2 separate regions of the Columba livia genome follow, and region 1 is linked to region 2. The links are chromatin contacts, called in public Hi-C maps. All regions are on one chromosome and are shown on one strand. The core of a region is the stretch at or near the end of the contact, and the rest is flanking DNA. Distances in the headings are between cores, read along the strand shown. Region 1 holds the start of DENND2B (DENN domain containing 2B). Region 2 overlaps DENND2B (DENN domain containing 2B).

Region 1 (5,368 bases), core at 1,270-3,769, 170 kb after region 2:
ATATAAGAAAATCTATTCCCCAAAGTCAGTGCAACAGTAAAACAAGGGTGTGGAAAACACTGCTACTGACATACTCTATGCAATAATACTATGCATCCGGCTTCATTTACCTTGACTCAAAGTACATTTGAATTATAAAACTGAAGTAAACATAAGAAGGCTCTCTCATATTTAGCTGCTACTCTTTCATTGCGGTGACCCGCTGCTCCTTAGTAAAGTAAATGTTTGGTACCAAGCCAAGAGCAGTACATCTGATTTTCCCACCAAGTGAACTGCTGAAGCAGCTCCCTTAGCTCTTCAGCTAAATCTGTCTTGGGATCCCAAAGTCTTCCGCTGGAGTCCAGGTGGCTCCCCTACTCTCGTCAACACCCCTGCAAACATTACAGCCGGCTGTACAGACGATACAAGGGGGCACTGGAAGGGAAAAAAAAGTGCCACAGCTCCCCATCTCTCTGCAGATCAGAGCCCCACGCTCAGCGGGTTGGCTCCCCGGCCCGGTTGCCGTTGGCCCGGTCCCTCTCCTGTGCTCTGTCCCTCCGGGGTGCCTCTGCCCTCGACGCCCACGCAAGAAGAAACGTCCCGCGAGGCCCGGCGGCGGCACAGGTCACACCAGCGCGGGAGCACCGACTCTCCGCTCCGCCCGTGCGCAAGGACTCAGCGCCCATCTACGCTCCCCGCGGGTCGGCGGCTCCGCGTCCCCGGGAACCGCAGGGCCCGGGGAGCTCCCGCCGCCCAGCATCCCCGGCCCGCCCCGCTCCCGGGAGGCGGGCGGCTCTCAGGACACAGGGACGGCGAACCGTAGCACGATCAATCGTTTCTCCCTCAGCCCCGCTCCCCTGCCCGAGTCCCCAGAGAGGACCACCGCCCGGCAGCGCAGCTCCTCGGCCCTTACCGAGGCGCGCAGGGATGCGCTCCTTCCGCCGGACGCCTGCAGCCCCCGTCCCGCAACCCGGCGGTTGTAGCTTTTTTGGAGAAGCTAGGAAGAGGGAGAGAAAGAAAGGGGGGAGGGAAGGGGGAGGGAAGGCACTCAGATCGAGGGAGAGAGAAGTATGCAAAGGCAGGAAGTGGAGACGGCCACGGCCAGTGCGGGAGATTAATGGGAACCAGTCACCCGGCAGCCAACAAAGAAACCTGCTCCCCTAGCGCAGCCCGGTGCGGGCTGCAGCCCCACCGCGGCCGGGCAGCCCCGGGCGGCCGAGACACCGCTCCCGCCGGCAGCGCTCGGCCCCGACCCCGCGGAGAGTGGGCGCCGCCCGACTCCGGCCCCAAGTCCGGGTCTTTGCCAGACAGGAGGAAGGGGAGCAGCCCGGCAGTGCCAGGCAGGACGGGCCTGTCCGCGGGGAAGATGCGATGGGCAGGGGGAGGAGGAGAGAACCGAGACCCGCGCCCGACAATCTTCTTCCTCCCTCTACCCCGAAGGAGCGGTACCGCTTATTTTTTATTTAAAAACCCACTAGTGCTGGGCTACTCTCCGCGCGGAGCCGCTTGCGGGGCAGAAAGGAAGGAAGGAGGAACGCAGCGCCGCGCTTCCTGCGCCCCGGCGCCGGAGCAGATGGTCTCCATCAGGGAGCGGGGAACGGGCGAGACCCCGGGGCGGCGGGACCGGGGCGCTCGAGCTTGCGGCGCTGGCCCCAGTTTTCCACGCTCCCCGAGGTAGCTTCGGAGTAACAGTACCTGTAGAGAAAGAGAGGGGGAGAGGGAGGCGGCGGCACGCCTCTGAACTTCATTCAAAGTTCGAATGCAGCCTGCTGGGACCGGCTTTGTAACGCTCGGCGCACCGGGAGCGGAGCCGCGGGTCTCGCTCGTACCGGAGGCAGCGCCCTGCCGCGGCCCCTCCGCAGCCAGACACAGTAACGCTTGTACCGGAGGGCGAGGAAGGGCTCCGCATGGCACAAGCGATAAATCACACGTGCTCCACACGGGCCACAAGCAGCGTCATGGGTGCCAGCTCCTTGGGACTCCTGCCATGTCCTTCTGCCGGGTCAACTGATGACAAACCCGCACAAAACGTTTGATGTAAAAACCATACAAAAGAGGCAGGATATACTAGGTGTTGGCAGAACCATGAGTATCGGAAAATACAAAGACTACACCTAAATCTTGAAGTATTATGTAGGAATTTATAAAACAAGTCACTTCACAATATATTAACCAAACGATAATAGGAGCATAAGAAAAATAAAGATAAGAGTGACACTGGAAATACGAATTCCAGCACATGCTTACTTACCTTCCACTGACTGAAATAGAACCGAAATGGTGCTCAACACTAGGTAAATGCTAGCGAGCTTTCCTACCTAAGGACATTTATCTGAACCAAGAGCTGAGTATTCAGGATGAAATGCTTTTGGCTTTTGCCACCTCATCAATAAAATAAGATATATTGTCTTGAGATATCCTGATCTGTTATCCCATACAACAATGAAATCTGGTATAAATGTCCAGCATTTCACAAACCTCCATTATATTTCAAAAGAGTGAATGCACAGGAAGTAAGGGTAACTTTCATCTGCATTCTGATGTGTGTGTGTGTGTTTCAAAGCAAAAGCTATTTCAGCCGTCTGCCTTCTTGGGACAGATGTATTTACTCAGCTGCAAAAGGAGTACTGTGTCACTGAACATCAAAAAATGGTGAGGTTTAAATTTCAACACACAAAGAATAATTTACCTCCTGAACAACAAGCTACTGCTACAAGTACCTGGCAGAAATATTAAAAGAATACCATTTTCTTTCCCCGTTAGGAAAACAACACAGGCAGGCTTTTTTGAGTATATTTCACAAATGCAGCAAGATAACAAGCCCATCTGCCTCTCCAGGAGACCAATGATAACAAAGAATGATGCTCAAAGATATTCGACTTCCAAGTAAGCAGGAAGCAGTCTGTCCTGGCAGCTTCTCCAGCACATCAAACAAACATCTCAAACATGCTAACATTGGTTTTATCAAATATTATTTTTCTCCCCCATTTATGTTGCATTCAGTCCCCCAGACTTCAAACAACTTGTCAGCTGCCTACATCTTCCTTTGACTACAGGGCACCCAACCTAATGTTGTATTTAAACACTGAATTTGGGCCTTCAATGTGTTTTAATGAACAAGCAGCCTATGAAGAGCTTGTTTATTATAGGGGCTAGCTGCTGCCCTGGTTAAGCAACTGGAAGATGATAATAAAATGTAAACTGGGAGAGGATTACTCTTCTTGCTTACCAAACAGATTACAGCCAGCAAAGCTCCACAAACAGGAACAAAGGACTTGAAAAAACAGGGACTACTTGTTGACCTTGGCCATACTGCACTTAAAGTTTCTGTGCTTATTTTACACTTTCTACCATCACCTCAGCACAAGCAATGTTGGCAAAGCCACAGAGTGGCTCTAACTTACACATAGCCACAGCCGCTTTCCCAGCCTGTTTCAACTGCAGCCTCACACATGGCAGGGCTGACGAGGCCTCACAGGTATGTGCTGCCCTGCCAGACAGTCCTTCTGGGCCAGTAGCAGGTTCCAGGGAGTGAATTTGCCTGTTTGGTAAACCTTGCTTGCAAGAGGCCAAAACGCATTGTACTTTCTTTCTACTAACCAAAGCGAAAGGGCTTCTTTCTTTGCGAGAGTGGATGCAGCGGTAGTTTGCAGGCGGCCTGAACTGGCGGCTCACCTGGTGCTCTGCCCTTGTACTAATACTACTTCACCCAGCCACTCATCCCTGTATACTGTAATTATTATTTTGAACCTCCTAAGTTAAAAATAAACAAATCAGTAAAAGAGAGTACCACTTTCCAGTGTGAAATCAAAGAATCACAGAATGTCAGGGATTGGAAGGGACCTCAAGAGATCATCCAGTCCAATCCCCCTGCTGGAGCAGGAACACCCAGATGAGGTTACACGGGAAGGTGTCCAGGTGGGTTTTGGATGTCTGCAGAGAAGGAGACTCCACAACCCCCCTGGGCAGCCTGTTCCAGTGTCTGTCACCCTCACTGAGAAGTTTCTTCTCAAATTTAAGTGGAACCTCCTGTATTCCAGTGTATACCCATTGCCCCATGTCCTACCATTGGTTGTCACCGAGAAGAGCCTGGCTCCATCCTCATGACACTCACCCTTTACATATCTGTAAACATTAATGATGTTACCCCTCAGTCTCCTCTTCTCCAAGCTAAAGAGCCCCAGCTCCCTCAGACTTTCCTCATAAGGGAGATGCTCCACACCCTTAATCATCTTTGTTGCCCTGCGCTGGACTCTCTCCAGCAGTTCCCCGTCCTTCTGGAACTGAGGGGCTCAGAACCGGACACAATATTCCAGGTGTGGTCTCACCAGGGCAGAGTAGAGGGGAAGGAGGACCTCTCTAGACCTACTAACCACCCCCTTTCTAATACACACACAGAGGTGGGGTGCAGCTGCCCGGGCACAGCAGCACCGCCCAGCCGGGGCTCGGTGCTCTCCAGCCTCCCTCGGCTCCCCCGCGTCGTGGCCCGGCGGGACAGCCGCGGAGCCGCCGCCATCAGAAGAGGCGCCGCTGCGGAGAACTCACGGGGAGCCTGTTCGGGACGGCGGCTTTACCTCAGGGCATGGCGCGCCCCTGGAAGCGATGGCGTGGGGGGAAACCCCAAACCCCCGCGGGCTTTTTCCCGGTGACACTGCGCGGGGCGAGGGCGCCCCCTAACGGCTTTGTGGGGGGCGGGGGGGGGGGGGGAAGGGGGGCGCCGGCGCGTGCGCACTGTGACGGCGCGCGGCGGGATGGAGCGGGTGCGCGCGGGGCGGACGGCGGGACTGGCGCGCGCCGTGCTGGAGCGGGCGCGGCGGCGGCCGGCGGGAGCGCGAGCGGGATCGGGCCCGGTCAGTGCGGGCGGGGGCGGGGCCGGGGGGACCGGGAGGAGCGCGACACCGTAAACAAGCAGCGCCGGCGAGATGCGTCCGTACAGGGTGGCGGGAGAGCTCGTGTCCTCTAGAGGCCTAGTGTACATATATATATATATGCGCGGGGTTGAGCCGTATATGTGCTTTAATGAGCTAGAGGCTTTTTAAAACGCGGTTTCACGCTTGGTTGCATCCCGCTCTGTGTTTTCCTAGTCAAAGCCAGCGTGAAACATCATTCTTTGTTACAATTCGTCTCCTGGAGAGGCGGATGGGCTTGTTATCTTGCTGCACTTGTGAAACGTTTGAGGGCGCCGACAGGTGTCCTGTGGTCAAAGGAAGATGCAGGCAGCTGACAAGTTGGTTGAGATCTGGGGGACTGAATGCGCTTGTCACCAGGCGATGGCTGCACCCAGCGACCTCAGCTGCATGCAGGGTGTTGGGAGGCTGGTGGGCACCCTGCGTTAAAACTAAGGAGCGAGGAGCCACGCATGTCTGCTTCACCCCAGAGACGGTCTCCA
Region 2 (5,150 bases), core at 1,820-4,319:
TCGGTAGAGGACTCTAAAATATATATTGGTATCCCCTAAACATTAATGCTTGATATCATTTACGGAAAATTTTTTGCATGCATTGTCCTTCCATCTACTGAATCTGATTCCCTTTTACAGTCACGTGGTTTCCAAATGTTAAAAATAAAGGAACATGATTACCAAGCTAGTTTTAGCATCAGGGGAATATGACAGACTCTCAATTTCAGAGCTTTGATTTTGGACTGAGTTACAACATCTGCTTCTCACCAGCTGAGGATGACAGAAATTTGGAATTTTACCCAGCCTAGCATGACTGAGCTAATTTTCTCACAGTGTAAACTTCTGCTGTGCTTAATGTAGCCACAAAGAACTATAAATAACTGATAACTTCGGAGCTGTTACTGCTTGAGAATGCTGGGGAGAAATGCGGATTTCTTCTGCTGCAAGGCTTGTTGGAGACTTTAGGTGGCATCAGACCTCCACCAGAATAACCTTGGCGAGCATTTTCAGTTGTGGATTACTCCAAGGCCAGGAGAAAGGTTTCACCTGTTTGTTCCTGTCAGTGATTAACCTTTGCAGTTTGCTGAATGGGAAAAGTGAGAACTAGAGGACAAAGAGAGAAAACGTTGGGGAAGAGAAAATGCTTGTCTTTTACTGCAAATAATCTGTTGGGTTGGTTTTACTTGACACTTACTTTAAGATCCATAAATCACAGCATGATTTTATGACATATGTTGCCTGACATGAGTTTATTGTAAAAATGATGCTGTTTCTCTCTTTCTGTTTTGTTTTTTTTTTAATAGCAGGCAATGATGCTGCAGTTGCCTCATGCTTTTGTCTACCATAGCAAGCAGAGCGGTATGTTCCAGAAGAGCTGCGGAGCATTGTACAGGCTCCCAGTGCTTTCTTAAGCTCGCTTTAACAACTCTGTGGCATTTTCAACTACTACAAAGTCAGTCATCCTAGCTGAGTGACTAAAAAAAGAGCCACATTAAGCTAAAAGCAGGAAGACAAACATTCTTCTGATATTCGGTTAGCATTTTTTTCCTTTCTATAGAATGCCCTTTTGTAACTTGTTGTTTTACGCGCAGTGCTGTGACGTAAATCAGCCCCTGCATCCTCCCGGCCGTGCTGTTCCCACACTAAGGGAGGCTTCGGGCTCCAGCCCAGGACGCTGGTTTCTCTTCCAGAGCTTTCCCGGGCGCTGGCAGGGATGAGGCAGCAGCTGGAGCAGCGGGGGCCATGGGGGTGTCCTGTGGCAGCGTCCCGCGGGTCACGCCATCACCCTTGTCACCACCTCCGCCTGCGCATTTTAAGGCTCCACACACAGTTTTTCAGCATTCAGCCTCAGGAAACCTTTCCCTGAGATGCCTCAGGCTGAGCCCCCATGAAACACTTGCTCCAAACTTTCAGTCCCCAGAGTCGCCCTCCCAGATGCGGCTCATGCGGCGGGAGCCGCACGCCCCCTTACCAAACTCCTGCTTGTACAAAGCACCCGTGTGTCTTCTCTAGCTGGGAAGATTCACATTTAGACAGGGTACACATCTTTCACTTCAGCATGAGCTTTTCGCGTTCCATGAGGTAAAATTCAAGAGCTGATGGATGTAAGGGAACTCCCCAGTTTAAATCTCTAAAAATATGGTTCAGATCCTTTTAAAAGGGTATTATTCAGAAAAGCATGTTTGGAAAATTAAAAAAAGAAAGCCCTGCCCTGGGAAACCAGCTCCGCTCCAGTTTTTCCTTTCAAGATGTACAACCCACATATTGTCCCACTGTTCTTGTTTATGAGAAATAAGGTCAGATGATTTATTTTCTTTAAGATGTGTGAAGCACACAATGTAAAGCAACAGAACAGTCAAAGAAATTAGATTTTAGAAATATTTTCAGTTTTAATAGTCTAGGGCAGTTTTGGTAATCTGGAGAGCTGGTTTGAGAATAGGCTTTTTCATTTGGTCTGTGCAGTTTTACAGGAACACTGCATAATGTTCTAGCTGTCATCCTACTGGAAAACACTTCTTTTATTACCCATATGCAGGTAATTTTATACGTGGGCACAAGAAACCCAACTATTGCATGAGTCACACACTAACAAGGAGCATAAACCATCATGTACTTTAGAGGGCAAGCACTGCCAGAGTTGTGCACAAGCGGGAGATGCACTGTGATGGTCCCAGGGAGCAAAGGCAATCCACCATTTCTCCTTCCAGTTTTTTTTTCCATGGTCATCATCTTGTTAAAAATTATTTGGATTTTGCCCAGGTTTTGGTTCTTCCTGTGCCTTTTAATCACTAGTTGAAAAAAGCCTTTAGTATTTGATCTTCTCTCCATGAAACTATTAATATGATATTATATCGTCTTCTGGAGACATTCTTAATCACAAATTTCTCTTGAAGAAGAGATCTTTTATCACATTACAGAGAAAAGATGTCAGTGCTTCTTTCCCACTCAAAGCTGATTTATCTTCCTCTGGGCTATTTTGTTTTCTAGATCATTTTCTCATGATAGTGAACAGAAACGTTTCCTTGTTGTTTATTTGGCTGTGGAGACACAAGGCTCAGATTAAGAGCAGAGGCACAGGAATTTCAGACATTACCATGACTCAGCTGAATCATGAAGACTGCTTGTGCACATGATTTAGGCCCATGTCAAAGGCAAATCAACATTACATTACAAGAACATTCACTGTCCTTTAGGTAGGAGGATGTCTGCTATCAGTTTCTGCATCAGTCAACCAAAAAGTAACCCAAAGCCCAGGCTGTATTAATATCTAATCACAGCACAACTACCACATTCTGAGAAACACGCGTTGTGTGCTGTAAAACCCTGAAGGGACGCTGCCCAGGCTGCGGGGAGCACTGCCCATGCGGATGCTGGTGCTGGACATGTCTGCTTCAGAGGACCATGGCTCGTTGTGTACCGCATGTCACCAACTCTCAAGAAACATTAAAGTCATATTCAGTTACACGTACTACTCACATTGGAAATATTCCACAGATACAATTGATAACTCTATTTTTGGCAGAATGAGAGCCCAAAGTTATATTCCTTCTCACTTCCCCCTCTACCACCTACAATTTCTTACAGACCCAGGGGACCCTCACACACCGAGCATCTCCTAAGTCCAGGACTAAGCTGCTAGCACAGACAACCACTTGCTGGCAGAGCTCCCTGATCCTACCTTGCTGCTTTCATGCACATCTACAGTCATTCTGGCATTTGCACTGAAGAAGAGGATGGTGAGAATATCCCTTCCCCTTCCTCCTCCTCTCCCAAGGGACAGACCAGCTCTCTCAGCCAGGAGAGGAGGGAGGAACAGCCCTCGGGCGCGGGGCCGAGCCACGCAGCAGCTCCGTCACCCCAGGGCTGGTGCCAGCTCTGTGCTGTGCTGATGCTCTGGACCACGCACAGGACTGGGACTGATTGTCAGAATCTGGTCCCTCTGCTTCCTCAGATGGAGAAACATAGCAAAAAAATGTAAATTCACAAAGAAGTGTTTCCACTGCCTATGTTTACTTTTCCACAACCTTTTCATGTTTCTCATTTCTCCCTGCTGATTTAATAACGTGACTCTGCCCACATTTGCTGAACACTTTCATCTGCTGTGTTAAGGTGTGTGTGCTCCAGCTCCCAACAGCGCTGTGACCGAGATACCTCGCTGACCCACGTCCTCTCTTCTGCTCGGGAGAGCTTCCTCCTCTTGAGGCTGGAGTCTGGAGTTTCTGTCCTTCCCAGGTGTTACACCCCCCTGCCTCCTCACAGGCCGTGGCTGTGCTCCACTGTGCTGGCTCCTGCCCTTGTGCCACTGACAACTGCAGAGCAAAACCAGATGCCTGCCACTTCCCTCCTACACCCTTCAATGCCTCCCCAGCTCCTGGATTAACTCCAGTCTCTGACAGACAAAGAGACAGAGAAGTCTGTGACAACTCTGCAAGATAAAACGACGTGAGAGGTTTGCAGAGGACTCTGTAAAACACTCTGGGAAAGGCTACAGGGCCAAGCATTCAGACAGAAGAGCCAGAGGGGAATGACAAAGCAGAAAGCTTGAAAAGCATCAAGACAGAAGTAAAAATTGTAGCAGACTGCTACAGTTTGGGTGGGAGATGGAGCGCACATAGCATTGTTGTCACAGAGCAGAACCATGCTGTGCTAGATACAATACACACCTCAGCTCTGAAAAAATAAAGCTTCCTCTGAGTGCACAAGAATAAATAATAGTAGCACTTTTATTCAGGTGGATAAGACAAAGTAATAGCATCAGGGACAAGAAGTAAATGAAAATGTATCAGTATTGCAAGTGGCATCCTCCATACTCCAGCTGTCTCTCTGTAATCAGCTCCTGCAGCATCCCTGCGGGAGCTCTGTTTAAAGCAAGCCCTCGGGCATCCCGGGCCTGTCGGAAGAGCCAGACGACAACAGGGAGATGTCACTGCTGTCTCCCTGCCCCACAGCGTGGGTGCTCAGCTCCAGCACCCCCTGACCCCCTGGGAGTGAGGCTCTGTGCCCCCACAGCCCCCCAGATCAACAGCTTGTGCTGTAGGACATACGTTTCATTAACCCAGATACCACCAACTGCTCTCCAAAAACGGCAGGGAGGAATGAAACGAGAATTCAATAAAATCTTTGATACAATGCTGCAGGACACCTCCAGTTTTCTAGCCAGTGTGAAAGTGTCAGACACAACAGCGTTTCTTCCTATACCAAATTATTTCTGATTGTTCCTCTCTTACCACTCCAGGACATTGAAAAGGGAAAATATCTTCAGTTCCTCTCTTTTGATTCAAACCAAATAAATTACATGTTTTTTCAGCTTTTTGTCAAGCACACCTACCCCGTGAATATAATAAGATCATGTGAGTTGATGTTGCTAGAGGAGAAGTGAGCATGGTGAGTGAGCCGTCTGACTGCACGGCTGCAGCCCCGAGTTTGGGAATGAGTGAGGACACGCGCTTGGGGACAACGGGCACACTCAGAGGCTCCACATTGGGTGCAGAGAGGGCTGGGGAAGGGCCGTGGCAGGAGATGGCTGCAGGAAGTGTGTGGGACAACCTTCTCACCAGGAACAAGAAGCAGCAATATATACCTTTGTGCTTGTGAACCAATACTGAAGTGAAGCTAAGTGGAGATCTTTTGAGAATCGAAGCTGTCACGGGTAATGTCACTGCTGATCG

What was found. Hi-C and Micro-C count contacts between places; a contact is called where the count stands out from the background.
Region 1: a contact with region 2 is called in a Hi-C map of liver, with 6 times the contacts expected there. The contact joins the promoter of DENND2B here to the enhancer-like site in region 2. A contact is called at or near these places in 2 of 2 Hi-C or Micro-C datasets (crop and liver).

Annotation. Positions count from the first base shown.
Region 1 is chr5:57,224,089-57,229,456 of bColLiv1.pat.W.v2, forward strand. It overlaps DENND2B (DENN domain containing 2B), which reads right to left and starts at 2,520. Exons shown (of 21, transcript XM_065065306.1): 1 at 2,231-2,520. It overlaps AKIP1 (A-kinase interacting protein 1), which reads left to right and starts at 4,397. Exons shown (of 5, transcript XM_065065313.1): 1 at 4,397-4,624. The coding sequence starts at 4,562.
Region 2 is chr5:57,057,227-57,062,376 of bColLiv1.pat.W.v2, forward strand. The region is part of intron 15 of DENND2B (DENN domain containing 2B); the gene reads right to left. Among named protein-coding and RNA genes, the nearest start is that of RPL27A, 12 kb to the left of the region's middle. Within about 2 kb of position 3,070, at least 1 of the 3 cell types and tissues checked has an H3K27ac peak away from gene starts, as active enhancers do.